Regions from separate parts of the Zea mays genome. Here region 1 is linked to region 2. A link is a contact called in public Hi-C data. All regions are on one chromosome and are shown on one strand. Each heading gives the region's core, a stretch centred on a gene start, on an enhancer-like site or on the middle of the called end of the contact. The rest is flanking DNA. Distances are from core to core; before and after follow the strand shown.

Region 1 (6,799 bases), core at 1,198-3,697, 240 kb before region 2:
GATACCGCCGCATGACAGCCGAGGCCCGACAGACCCACGCAGAGTTGGAGCTAACCCAGCTGGGCAGAGCACTGGAGACTATGCACTCGAGAGTGGGTGAGGTCTTTGAGGAGTAGACATCAGTAGTCACAGAGAACCTGAGTTTGCAGAGAAAGATCGCCCATCAGGACAAGAACAACTTGGCCAACGCAGCCAACCTGACTGACACACTCCAGAAGGCAGCCTACCAACAGTACAAGTGTGACAGACTCCTGCAGGTTTGGAAGGACTCTGACCAACGTCGAGTCTAAGAGTTGAGAGCTCTTAGCCGTTGCCTACCGGCAGGAAACCGACTCAAGATCAAGAAGGAGGGATTCTGGATTCCCCGCACTACACTGCGGCTGATAGAGAGTCGCTGTGTCATGAGGAAGAAGGAGAAGTTGACCCTAGAGATGGCTTGGGCCATGGAGGTCACCGACAGGTTCTACCCAGAGGGACGGTCCGAGCTGGGCAGGATAGTATCCTTCCCAACTGGTACCAGTGTCACATAGTTCTCCAACGATGACACATCTGACTACCAGATCCTCTTCAGACAAGCAGAATAGATGCTTACACAGGTGGCAGTTTCCATGACACATTCATGATGAGAGTTTAGGAGTAACCGTGCTTAGGGTTTCATAAGTTGATGGAGTTATGAGTCCATGAGAGTCTGTACCCTGCAGCCCTGACATTGACAGTGTTCGTGATAGAGTCTGTATCATTAGCCCCATTGCCACCCCCGTCATGAGTCGAGTCATATACCATGATGAGTCCATGTATGATGAGGTCGATCGTTAGTAACCATCTCGCCTTGAATCTTGATTACCACGATAGTACGATCATGACTGATACCCTTGTTTGTGTGTTTGCATCTTCATGCTTTTTGCTTGGATCTTATGCTTCTTCCCATTGTGTGCCGATTTATTTACTTGAATTATTTCAAAAACAATTAAGAATAAAAGTGTCGCCCACAACACTGCTTAAAACGCCACTATGGCAATAGTATGACCGCTATGTCACCCCATCCACATGTAGGCAGATGTCGATCCACCGCTAAGAGCAACTCCAAGAGATCATAAAAAAATGTTCCCAAAAATCTGGTATTGGGGGATGTTGAAAAAAAAAACAATGCTAAAAAACCTGTGAACGCAAATCAGAATGTGAAAAAGTGATCCCTAAAATATTTAAATCACCAACATGGGCCACGTATTCACTTAATTGGGCCACATGGTTTAAATATTCACCAAGGTTTTGCAACTGGTGGCAGCGCCGCCACATGGAGCAGCCGGCCAGGAGCTGTTGAAAAATTCGGCAAACACTGCGCGAGCGAAGCGTGAATCTCCGGCGTTCGCGTACGCGGTGATGAGACCATTGGACACGAACAGGTCGTCCCCAAAGCCGCGCTGGACCGCGACGGCGTGGACCTCTGCGGCGACGAGTGCAGACAGCCTCAGTCCGGACTCGGCGAGCGACTTGAGGAGCGCGGAGAGCGTGATCTCGTCAGGAGAGATGCCGGAGGCAGGCCGCGGCGGAGGGGTCGGTCGAGTGAAGCCAGAGTGCGATGAGGATAGCGTTCCAGGCGAAGACGCTGGGCGCGGGATGGCGTCGAACACCCTGCGATTTTCGCGCGCATTCGCGCGCGCACAGTCGATTGGGGAAGAGTCACCGAGGCAAAAATATGAGGGGAGGACGGACGCTTATTCGGGATGCCAAGCCATTGGGGGAGAAAATAGAGGGACTGTTGGATTGGTGAAAACGAGCTGTTTTGCTAATAAATTCTTTTTAGGGTGTTTTAAGCGTTCTCTTGGAGCTGATCTAAGGGTGTGTTTGGTTGAGGAGTGGAAGAGAATGGAGCGGCTCCATTCCTATTTTCTGGATGTTTGGTTTCCAACAAAAGAGGAGCGGAGCGGCTCCTGGAGTCTCCATATAGAAATTTACCATAAATAGTTGGAATGCTCCCGCTCCTCCAAAACAACCAGATGTGAGCGCTCTCCCGGACGCGAGCACTCTCCTCCCTCTCTTCCCCTCTATACTCATATGGCTCTCTAACCAAACAAAGAACGGAGCGGCTCCGCTCTATTCTACTGTTCAACCAAACAAAAAATAGAGCGGCTCTGTTTTGCTTGGCAAACGCAGAATAGAACGGCTCCATTCTCAAAAACTAGAATGGAGCCGCTCCATTCTAGTTGACTCTCCAACCAAACGCACCCTAAGTTCGCCTTTCAGACTTGTTTGACCGAACAGCCAGTATGGCCCCTCAGCCCCTAGAGAAAGAGGGCGTGGAGCCAGAGGAAGACACGGAGAAAGGGGCCAAGGCCAGGGACGGGCCACTGGTGGAAGGAACCAACCACTGGAAGAGATGCCACCGCTAGATATGGAGCAGCACCCGTCGAATCTGGGCAATCAGGAACCACCAATACCTGAACCAGACAACCTCAACCCACCCCCTGAGCCATGGATGAACCACGACTTACCACCTCCACCACCTAGCCCAAATCACCACGATCTACCCCCACCACCACCACCACCTAACCACAACCCACATAACTTACCGCCACCACCTCCCAATCCAAATCCACAAAACCCATATCCACCGCCTGAACCACCAGTACCTACTCTAGCTCAGCTGATGGCCAACCAGAACCAGTTCATGGAAGCTATGGGCACACCGCACACTGCTCATAGCTCACCAAGCCCCACACCACGGCGTCAATGGCTACCGTCGCGATCCACACCCAGAAACCCTCACTCGCAAGATCGAGGGGTTCATCAAGCTGAGGCCTCCCACCTTTGACTTCACTGAAGACCCACTGGAAGCAGAAGTCTAGCTAAGAGAAATTGAGAAGAAGCTAGACCTCCTGACATGCACCGATGAGGAATGTGTGGCCCTCGCCACTCACCAGATGACCGGCGCTGCACGAGCCTGGTGGGACAGCTTCTGTGAAACCCATCCAGACCCTGCTAGCATCTCATGGGATGAGTTCACCACTGCCTTCCGTGAGTTCTGTGTCCCCTAAGGAGATCCTGGTTCACAAGGCAGAAGAGTTTCGCAAGCTCAAGCAGGGGACTCAGCGCGTTCAGGAATACGCGAGTGTGTTCACCAAGATGATGAGGTATGCTCCAGATGAGACCAGTACAGACAAGAAGAAGCAGTATTGGTTCAAGCAAGGGCTCCATCGTGCGCTCAGAACTCACCTCGCCACCCATGACTTTCCCTCGCTCTGCCACATGGTGAGCAAAGCAATCGTTGTTGAAAGGGAGAGGTTGGACTATGAGGACAGTGTGGGGTTTAGGAGGAAGCGCACTGGTCCCCCGAACCGCCTAGGGCCATCTCAGCGCCCTCAGACCGGGCTACACCAGTCCAGCAGAGGCACACCCTGCCCCAGCGCTAGTGTGCCCAGCCCCAGCTATGGGAACACCAGTTACCAGAACCCGAGCTACCCAAAGCCAGCAGCTTCACATCAAGCAGTTAGTGTGGCAAGGCCAGCAGCCCCGGCTCCGTCCTCAGGAAGCTCGTTCATCTTCACTTGCTTCGCGTGCAGAAACCCAGGCCATCGTGCAGCAGACTGCCCCAGCAGGAGGCAGCCAGTGTACCTGCGTCCTAGACAGTACCAGACTCCGGCTAAGTCACCAGCAACCGGAGGCACCCCTCAAGCCAGTCAGGTGCGTGTACCTCCGCCAGCAGCAAGAGGAAGGCTGAACAACCTGACCACCGAGGACGCTGCAGACGCCTCCGACGTCGCGCTCGGTGAGTTTTTGGTTAATAATGCTTTTGCGACAGTACTGTTTGATTCAGGCGCCACCAGTTCATATGTGTCATCTAAATTTGCTGCGCAATAACCATTAAAGTCCATACCTCGGAGACGCCTCATAATCACTAGTTCACCAATGGGGGAAGTGAACTGCACATGGATATGCAGGGCAGTAAGTATCTTAATCGGGGGACTAGAGTTCAAGGCAGACCTAACCATACTTTAGTCAAAGGGAATAGATGTTATTTTGGGGATGGATTGGTTAACCAGACATCGCGGGATCATCTCTTGCTACCTGTAACACCCAAAAATAACATTTTGGTGATATAGAGAATTTTCCAAAAAAAAATTGAGATCAAATGGTTTCTAATAACGATTTCTTTCGTTTATAAAGTTTGCCTCTCTAAAGTAAATAGAAGACAATATTAAAAGTTTGGTAGTTCAAAACTTAGATCCAAATCTTGAGATTAAAGTTTAAGTTGAAACTTGGAACAATAAATAGAAGAAAGACTTTCAAACTATCTAATTATTCTCCTAAAGCACCCTTTACAACAATATATATATATATATATATATATATATATATATATATATATATATATGAATTAAATAATTCATGGTAAAGAATATATACACTAACTTCACCAAAAATAAATAAGAGTATAAAATTTAGAGTATACATTCAAAAGGAGTACCTTATGAAAATAAAATATGTGTATGTGGCTTATATTTTGAAGCATGTGGTTAAACAAATATTAATATGAATACAATAAAACCTTTGCATCTCATGCTGTGTCTTTTGAGTGGTGCATTTAATTTGAGTTTTGAAAACCAAGATTTGAACTTGAAATTTGAAAGAAACCAAATCTGGAAATTTAAATCTGAAAAAAACAAAATAGAAAAAAGCAAAAGAGAAAATAAAACCTGTTCTCGGGCTGAAAGTAGTAGCCGGCCCAGAAGTCTTTTTCTTACCATCGTGCGGCCCAGGAAGGAATTTGCACCCCGCCGGCACACTTCGTCCCCTCTCCTTTGCTTTTATGTAAAGTCAATGCCGTGTGGTCCCCACCTGTCTGCCCCTCACCTCTTTGGTCACGCACGCATTCACGGGGCGCTGAGTGGTGGGACCATCCCGTCGGACCCGTCTCCTCTATCGTAACCACCTCACGCGCCGCGTAACAACCTCCTCCGCATCTCGCGTCCGCGCTCCGGAGTAAAAATCCTAGCACCCTGGTTGCCTCGTCCTCATCCCAGTCGCCGAAGAAATCATCCGCGTGGAGAGCTCGTCCACGAAAAATAGAGGGAGGCCGAGGTGTGGGGGAAAGGGGGGAAAAGCGCTCGCTGTCGCCTAGAGGAAGGAAGTTGCATCCGTTGCTCTATTGCGTTGCTCCCTCAGCTTACCCTCTGTGCGCGGTCGAGGGACTTCACCGAAGCAGCAGGGAGGCGCGCGCAGAAGGAATCGCCGATCACGAGGGCCGAATCGACGGGATGCCTCACCGGCGTTTGAACGTCGCCAGTTTCCGCTACTCATCGTGGCCAGCCCCGCCACAGGCGACCATCACTGGTATGGAGCCCCCATAGCATTCGCCCTATTCAGTGCATTGTTCTGCAGTGGTGGGATTTGGTTTTGGGGCTCGTGGGTGGGGGTTGCTTGTCGATCGCCGCCTACCACCGCCACGAAGTCGCGGAGCACCGTGGATAGCGTCGCCCGACGTTCTACTCCTCGGTAAGGATGCCTCATCCGATTCGTCGTATCGTCTGCTTCACGTAGCGCTATTCGGATTGGTGGGTAGAGCACCAGAGCGTCTGGTACGATCTACGCCGGCGAGCCTCGCCGCGGTGAACACGGCGCCGCCGCCTGGTCACGGCGTGGGGAGGAGGATGAAGCTGAAGCCGTAGATCCGAGATCGAACGGTCACCAGCAGATCAGGGCACAGCGTTTCGTCGTATGAAAACTCGGTCGTGGATCTCTGATCCAAGGGCCGGTATTGCGTACCGTTTCATGCTTTAATATAAGTCGTTGATCGCGAATCCAACGGATCAGGTCGAGTACCCCTTCGGCCATTATATCAGGACCATCGGATCTGGATCCAACGGCCCCAGACGCGTCCGCGTTATACCAGCCAAACGAATTTGCAAAAAGAAACCCTGAGTTTTTGTGCAATAAACCCGCCGTCCTATACTATAGGAAGATCCTTTCAAACAAGTCCAGAAATTTGTAGTTAGACCCCTGGACTTTATAGAAACCGAACCCGCAGTCCAGCTGTCCTTGGGATTTTTAAATTAAATAAGGAAATTGAATTCTAATATAAAAATAACTCCATAAACTTAGAAAATCCATAACTAATTTGTTTTAACTCCGCTTTTAGTGGTTCTCGAACCTACGGATTCGTCTTGACACGTAGAATATTCCTACACAGTTTGTTCTCATGTTTTGTTATAATGTTATTTTTATCTATTCTTTGTTTATTTGTATGTATTGCTACGAGTAGAAGCGAGGTCACGAGAGACCTGAAGACCAAATTGGAGAAGTACCTGGAGTTGCACCCAAAAAGGCAAGTTGTGTCCTTGATCACCTTCTTTAACCCAATAATGTTTATGATCTCACCAATGCATGCACTGTTAGGTTAAATTGATGGGACCTAATAGGTTGCCTAGTTTTGTTTACCCTACACCTTGAATACAAATGAATTATTGGGTAGTCTTGCTAGTGCTCTACCAGGTTTTGGGTTAATGATACTTATGATTCACGACCATGTTCCATTACGATTTATTGTTGGTTATTTATTATGCATGATAAGATCATTTTGTTAATTGGAACATGGAGCGACCACCCGAGACAACAGTGCAACCACAAGGACTATATGGCTCTGGTCTTGGCCAATTAATTAGGAAAGCTAGAGAGGGATTACCTTACCCGAAAGGGGCAAGCGGGGAGTGAATTGCTGCAGAGCATAGTGCTGGCTGTAATTACTGCGATGGGGTTACAGACCGTGGAACAAGGCACTATGTTCCCTTTTGCCTGAAACCGT
Region 2 (7,003 bases), core at 3,136-5,635:
ACTTTTATTCTCGGTTCATGTAAAGGGTTAATATGGAGGTGTCACGTTTAGTGCGACAAGGATTATAAGCTGACCCTCATAAACTTATAAGGTGCAGTGGTACTATACCCACCAACTACAACTCCACGTGTGGGCCAAGTAACCCATTTTGAACCAGCCTCAGTAGAGTCCAAACCCATTCGGAACTAGATGCTATAACACATTGACTTTTTAGTTCTTATACTTCCACTTTGTCCTATACAATATAAACTCCAATGATATGCGATTGAGTTGACAGGTATGTCGAATGTGTCATCAGCAATTCAAGCTCTAGCCCTATTCAGAAAACTTAACCCTGGGCACCGCAAGGAAGAGGTGGAAAATTGTGTCAGCAAAGGGGCTGATTTCATTCAGAATATTCAAAGAACAGATGGTTCATGGTTAGTATTTGACATGCTTTCTACTTATTAACTGTAATTGTTCCGAACCTATATATACATGTTCTAACAGGTACGGCTCTTGGGGAGTTTGTTTTACCTATGCCGCATGGTTTGGGGTGACTGGACTAGTTTGTGCTGGTAGGACGTTTGAGAACTGTACTGCGATCAAAAAGGCATGTGATTTTCTCTTGTCAAAAGAGCTTCCTTCAGGTGGCTGGGGAGAGAGCTGGTTGTCAGCTCATAATGAGGTAAGTTTTACATCAATCTATCGGTTTGTGCATAGTAAAAAAAAAAAAAAAATGTACTCATAGAGAGTACCAAAATCCCTAAACTGCAAGATCTGACCAATCATCTTCTTGCTTGCATTCAATTAGGTTTACACAAATCTTAATGGTAACCGACCTCATGGTACGAACACTGCATGGGCCTTGCTGGCACTAATTGAGGCTGGACAGGTCTGCTTTTTTTGTTTAACATTTTGTTTCTTGGATTTTCACTATGATGTGGGCATTCGCAAAATAAACTATTTGATGTCTCTTATAGGCTGAAAGAGATCCAGTGCCTCTGCATCGAGCAGCAAAGGTTTTGCTCAACTTACAGTTAGAAGATGGTGATGAATTCCCACAGCAAGTAAGTAAAAGCAGATGCCACTGACGGGTTGATTCACTGTCATTAGAAGACACCAAGAGATGATATTACTAAACTATAAACTAAGATGGTAATAAGGTCAATGGATAAGCACTAATGCTTTCTTCTACCTTCCTATAAATGCTAGAGGAGAAAACTGATTAAATTTCAAACAATACTAATTTATTCTTATAGGGTGTTAATCGTTCATTAAAGACACATCACTAAGCCTTTGATTGTGGCGACATAATTCTTACAAAATTCCTAATAATCTTTCGCATATACTTTTATAACTAAATTCACAAAGTTGGAGGATTACTACTGCATGCTTCTCAAAATGGAAGCTACTCTAGACTACTAGCCCAAATGAATCTACCCAACCAAAATTTATAGCTCGTGAGGAAGTATTCTTGATTATAATGAGAACCGTAGTGCCAAGCTTGATATAACCATGATGTTCAATGTATTAAATCATATTGGATGTAGGCATACTCTCGCAATATATTATGGAGAATGTTTGCACACGTCAAAAATTAATCTAATTTCAGGAGAACTCAAGCAGAGCACATACCTATATTTACATCTTTGAAATTGCATAAAAACAATAGTTTAATAATAATACTATGAACTAGTAGTGATATATACCTAGCAGTTTCAAATCCATGGGTTGGCAACTAAACAAACTAACCTATACAAAAACAATGTTAAATCAAAGTTCCATGGAAATTAAATCCATAGATAGGCTTGTTAGGAATACCAAATACCACTAATATCTATATTCGTCAACCAAATGCCCCAGGAGATAAGTTTGTATAGGCAGGAGAATGCTATATAGTGGTTGTGGAATGATAATTGCAGTAAAAATAATGAATGGATGAGCATGATTTTTATTTCGTATATAAAATATGAACATCAGAGTGTGAAGCATCTCCATTATATTTGTTTTAGATAATGGAAAAATAGTTCCGGCCTTCTCCTCCTTAGAGGGTCCGAGCCAATCTCCATTATATTTGTATATCTTTAGATCCTTGATCACATCATAATTTTTATGAGTAAACAAATGAATCTTGTTGATTTTATGGCATTATGTTTGCCATCAGTAACATTACTAGAATAAAGAATGAATAACAGCAGATTCACATTACCCTTAATTCTAATATGTTTTGGCCTTAGTACGCGCAAATATAATTCTTGTAAATGTGATGTGAGATTATGCTTGTACAGATATTTTGTATTAGAAAAATGTCTAATAACACCATCATGTGTCCCTGTGTGATGACTTGACCCAGAATTCTAGCCAAGCCCACAATGTCCTATGAGCTCAAAAGTAGGGACTACCACTTCCGCATCCCCTCTACCCAATCGTGGACAACTCTAAGGCAAGCATCCCTTAATCCTTCACGATGCTCTACACCACGTCCCTCCGTGGGGTCCATGCCACCTTCAAGGTCTATAACGCCTTCTGCACGGTGCTACTCCATGGTTGTTCGTGCGAGGCCATCGACAGCGCAAAGGATGAGTGGAGCTGGGATACAATGAGCAACACTATTAGAGCATCTCCAACAGCTCCCCAATATCATCTCTCATCCCCATAAAACTATTAGATTGGGGGAGATGAGACAATTTCATTGCTCCAACATATCCCCAATAGGTCTCTCTTTTATTGGTGATCACCAAAAAAACCTCTCATCTCCCCTCAAAAAAAGGGGGAATTGCATCTCCTCCAATAATGATGGGACCACAACAACTACCATCTTTTTCTTTCCACATCCTCTATTATGAAAAGGCACTATTGATGATCACCAAAACCATTTTATTGAGGGTAAAATATTGGTGAGCTGCTAGAGATGCTCTGCGGGGTGTCATGTGGCTGGCCGAGAAGTCATTCTACGTTAAGGAGAGAGGGGGAGGGCTGAGGCAGGGACAATTAGAGTGCATTCATTCCCCCCTGACAAGTGGGCCAGGCTAGCGTGGCACGCCACTATGGCAAAATCACCGGGGGAGGGGGGGGGGTCATTTAGACAATATTGTGCAGTTCAGTGTGTAGAATACTAGGTTTAATAGGTTGAAACCTGAAGTAAGCACACTAGGATAAATGCCAATATGTTATATATACTTTTTCCTTTTGTGTTGTATGCATTATAGAATATGGTCAGATAAAAAAACTATTTTATATATACTAGGATGCATTATGGAATATGGTCAGATACAAAAAAAAAACTCTTTTATATATACTAGGATGTATTATAGAATGTGTGTTTCAAATCAACAATGATTAATCTATGGTATCCAAGTTTTTGTATAGATAACGTGTACATATGCAGGATTATCTATATAAAAACTCTTTTATAGTTACTTTATGCAAAGGATCCCATTTTGATTTATTATCATTTACAACATTATGCTGATAAAAATGTATACAACAGGAGATCATTGGAGTTTTCCTACAAACTGCCATGGCTAGTTACTCCACTTACAGGAATATCTTTCCTATCTGGGCTCTCACAGAGTATCGCCGTCAGGTGTTGCTTGCAGGCAAGAAATAGGAATATGATTTAAAAGTTTTGGGGTTTGTCCTGCTTGCAAAAATATGCATTTAACCCCAAGTGGATTGTAATATCTATATTTATTAGCTTTGAATTCGGTTGTAAGATCTGTAATAATAAATACCACATTTGATCATATATAGGTTTCATTCACTTTAATTTGCTTCGGCAGAAGCTAACAGAATATGATAATGTGAATGGATCCTGTCTTTGAAGAATAATAACAAGCTCTTGAATATCACACTCTTTGCCCTCAAATTACAAACAAAACCCATCACTCTAATTGAATCTTCATCATCTTCTTCCACCTCCCTTGGCTTCACATCACCAATTGGCATATTTTTCATTGCATTGTCCAATCTGGTACCTCTCACATCATCATCTAGATTTTCTTGTTTCATTGTGAGATATTTGTTTCATCAATCTCGACATCATACACTTCTTAAACTATGCTGTGGGTTTTGCTGTGCACTCTAAGCTTTGCTATTTATTGCATAACCAAGAAAGAATCATTCATCACACTTCCTTTCAAATTTGCTCAATCACCCAAATACCCGAAAGTGTGAAATGTTTGGTTTCCTTCGCTAAGAGCTCCATCCATTGTGTGCACCAGGAAAAATACACACGAGAATTTGTCTCTATTAGAATCAAGGGCTAATAAAATACCTAGATCAGATCCGATGGTCGATGGAAGAAGTTTGATGATAGGCTTCTCACCCACCTAACCCCCTCGTCCCTCCCCTCCCTCCGCCTCAAGCTCCCCACGCAAGCGCCATCGGCCACGGTTCGATTCCCTCTGGCTTTGTTTTTTTTTCCCGCAAAAAATCATACTACATCATCCTCTCCTCTCCCCTCCCCTCCCTCCCTGTCCCGCGCCTCTTCATGTCCCGCTGCTAGGTTCCCCACCGTCACACTGCCGAATCTTCTCACCGAGGGTGGCCACCGCTGGACCCAGGATAGCAGGATTTGAGCCGCCCCTCACCAAGCCACGTAGAGCCATGCTTGACGCCTCGCTCTAGGTCATACGACAGTCGACGGTGGCCCTCGCCAGGCCTTGCGGAGCCATGCTAGACGCCCCGCTCCAGGCCGCGAGGAGCCACGCTCGACGACCCGGCTGCTCGTTGCATGCCGCACGGAGCTGATCTCGCCACCGCGCTCCATGCCGCAAGGCGGCGCCCCACGCCAGGCTGCGCGGAGCCGCACTCGACACCCCGCACCGGGCCACACGGCGGCGCCCTCGCTGGATCTCTGCGCTCCTCGTCGCCACCTGCAGGTTGTTCCCTCTCCCTTCCCTGAGCACTTGATGACTCGTAATGCAATAGTTTGTTTTTTTTTCCTTTTTGTTTGTGTGCCATGGAAGGAAACTGAAGGCTTGGCATTTGTAAAAAATCAGCCAAATTGCAGTATGCGATCGTATAGAACAAAATGATTATTGGTGAGATCTTAGATACTAGGCAGTATATTTCTAATTTCATTCTTTTGTTTGTTGATTTGTCCATTATAGTAGAGATGGTTTATGGCTGGAACGTTCCTCTCCGATCGACTTGGAAGTTTTTCAAACAAGCCACCATTATCCTTTCAAAGTCACTGCAAGCGGGCCAAGCAAGTACTGTACAACTTAATCAGTGATTCAGTACATGTTGTGTACCTGTGTTTCCAGCCGTAGCTACTGGATCTGACTAACTGACAAGAGTATGGACGTTCTATTTCCCAGTACAGTGCTTCGATTTTACATTCGCCTGACATTTATATGGTTCGAATGTATTCACTTTATAGTCCAATCTCGGCCCACACAAATATCAATAATCAGCACAAGATAAGTGCTTTGAAAATATAACTTTGTTTCCATAAATTTGGGAAATTTCAAAGAAAACAATCTGTCACATCGTCTCCAGTACAATTTATTGCAAAACAGTCTATGGTGGTCTCTCACTGATGAGACCGACGAGACCGAGTTCTCGCCTGCACAATCCCAACTTCTAATCGTCTCAAACAGTGACCGATCCCTTTGCTTCTGTTGGATCCGAGGCCCGCCGATCAGGTCCGGCGAACAGCGGCGACACCTCCCTAGAACGCAGACACTCACAGAATTTAGAATGGAGACGATGATATTTGCCTGCGCAACCGCCGCAGTTTTTCGGGTGTTTAGTCACTTTATATATGTGCGAATACAAAGGCTTGAAGCCTGGTCTTTCCCCGCCGCACGTCGCGCTCCATGATCGCCCGATTTTCGGATCACGACCACAGGCATGCGCAGCACAGCGTCGCGGCTGGTTCACGCACACGGGCGACTGCAGCGCGTCAGGCACAGCACCGACCGCCTACAGTTCTTTGCCCCTAACACGCACACAACTGAAATGTAAAGACTCCAACACGATTACAGCAAAGTGAAAACTTATTCATCTAGCTAACATTTCACCCCCTTAATCTTGTTGGACTTGAATCACGCCCAGCCTTGACCTCAGCTCGACGAATCTGATCCTGCCCAACGACTTCGTTAATATGTCCGCCAGCTGATCCTCAGTGCCCACGTGATCTACATCAACCACGCCCTTCTCAATGCAGTCACGAATGTAGTGAAAACGAGTGTCAATATGTTTGCTCCTTTCATGGTAAACTGGATTTTTACTCAGCTCGATGGCTGACATGTTGTCCACCAATAGTCTGAATTTCTGAATGGGTTCATTGGTGATGTCTGCAATAAGAATACTTAGCCACACTCCTTGAGATGTTCCAAGAGCAGCAGCAACATATTCTGCTTCACACGAGGCGAGAGCCACAACTTTCTGTTTCTGTGATGCCCAAGTTATCAGATTCATGCCTAGAAAAAATAGAATACCAGAGGTGCTTTTCCTTTTGATAAGGTCACTGAGCAGTCACTGTCCGTATACCCAAGTAGTGACAGCTCACTACTACCTCCTTTTCTAAGCTTAACACCAAAATCAAGTGTGCCAGCAAGATACCTGATTATCCTCTTCACTGCTTGCCAATGTTCCTTGTCTGGTGCTTCCATGAATCTACAGACCAAACCCACTGCAAAACATAAGTCAGGTCTGGTATTCACTAGATACCTCAAGCTGCCAATTATGCTTCTGTACTTTGTTTCATCCCTCTCAGTCCCCTTTTCTGCAGTAGTAAGCTTGATTCTTTGTACCATAGGAGTGTCTGTTGGATTGCAATTTTTCATCTGCAGTGACTCGACAATCTTTGTTGCATAAGCCCTCTGACAGATAGTGATCTCATTCTCCCTCTGTCTGACCTCCATCCCTAAGTAGTAGGTGAGTAATCCTAAATCACTCATATTGAAAGTCTTCTGCATCTATCTCTTAAACTCTGCAATCCTGTCAACTAATGGCCCACATATGATTAGGTCATCAACATAGACTCCTATGACCAGTAGAGATTCACCTG

What was found. Hi-C and Micro-C count contacts between places; a contact is called where the count stands out from the background.
Region 1: a contact with region 2 is called in a Hi-C map of leaf, with 5 times the contacts expected there. The contact joins the promoter of LOC100383725 here to the enhancer-like site in region 2. A contact is called at or near these places in 2 of 25 Hi-C or Micro-C datasets (ear and leaf).

What each region holds. Positions count from the first base shown.
Region 1 is chr6:19,813,550-19,820,348 of Zm-B73-REFERENCE-NAM-5.0, reverse strand. LOC100383725 reads left to right here and starts at 2,447. Exons shown (of 1, transcript NM_001176362.1): 1 at 2,447-3,870. The coding sequence starts at 2,995. The coding sequence ends at 3,858.
Region 2 is chr6:19,570,618-19,577,620 of Zm-B73-REFERENCE-NAM-5.0, reverse strand. It overlaps the pseudogene LOC103630883. Among protein-coding and RNA genes, the nearest start is that of LOC109940297, 9.0 kb to the right of the region's middle. Within about 2 kb of position 4,385, at least 14 of the 20 cell types and tissues checked have an H3K27ac peak or open chromatin away from gene starts, as enhancers often do. A contact at or near this core is called in ear and leaf, where this site is marked.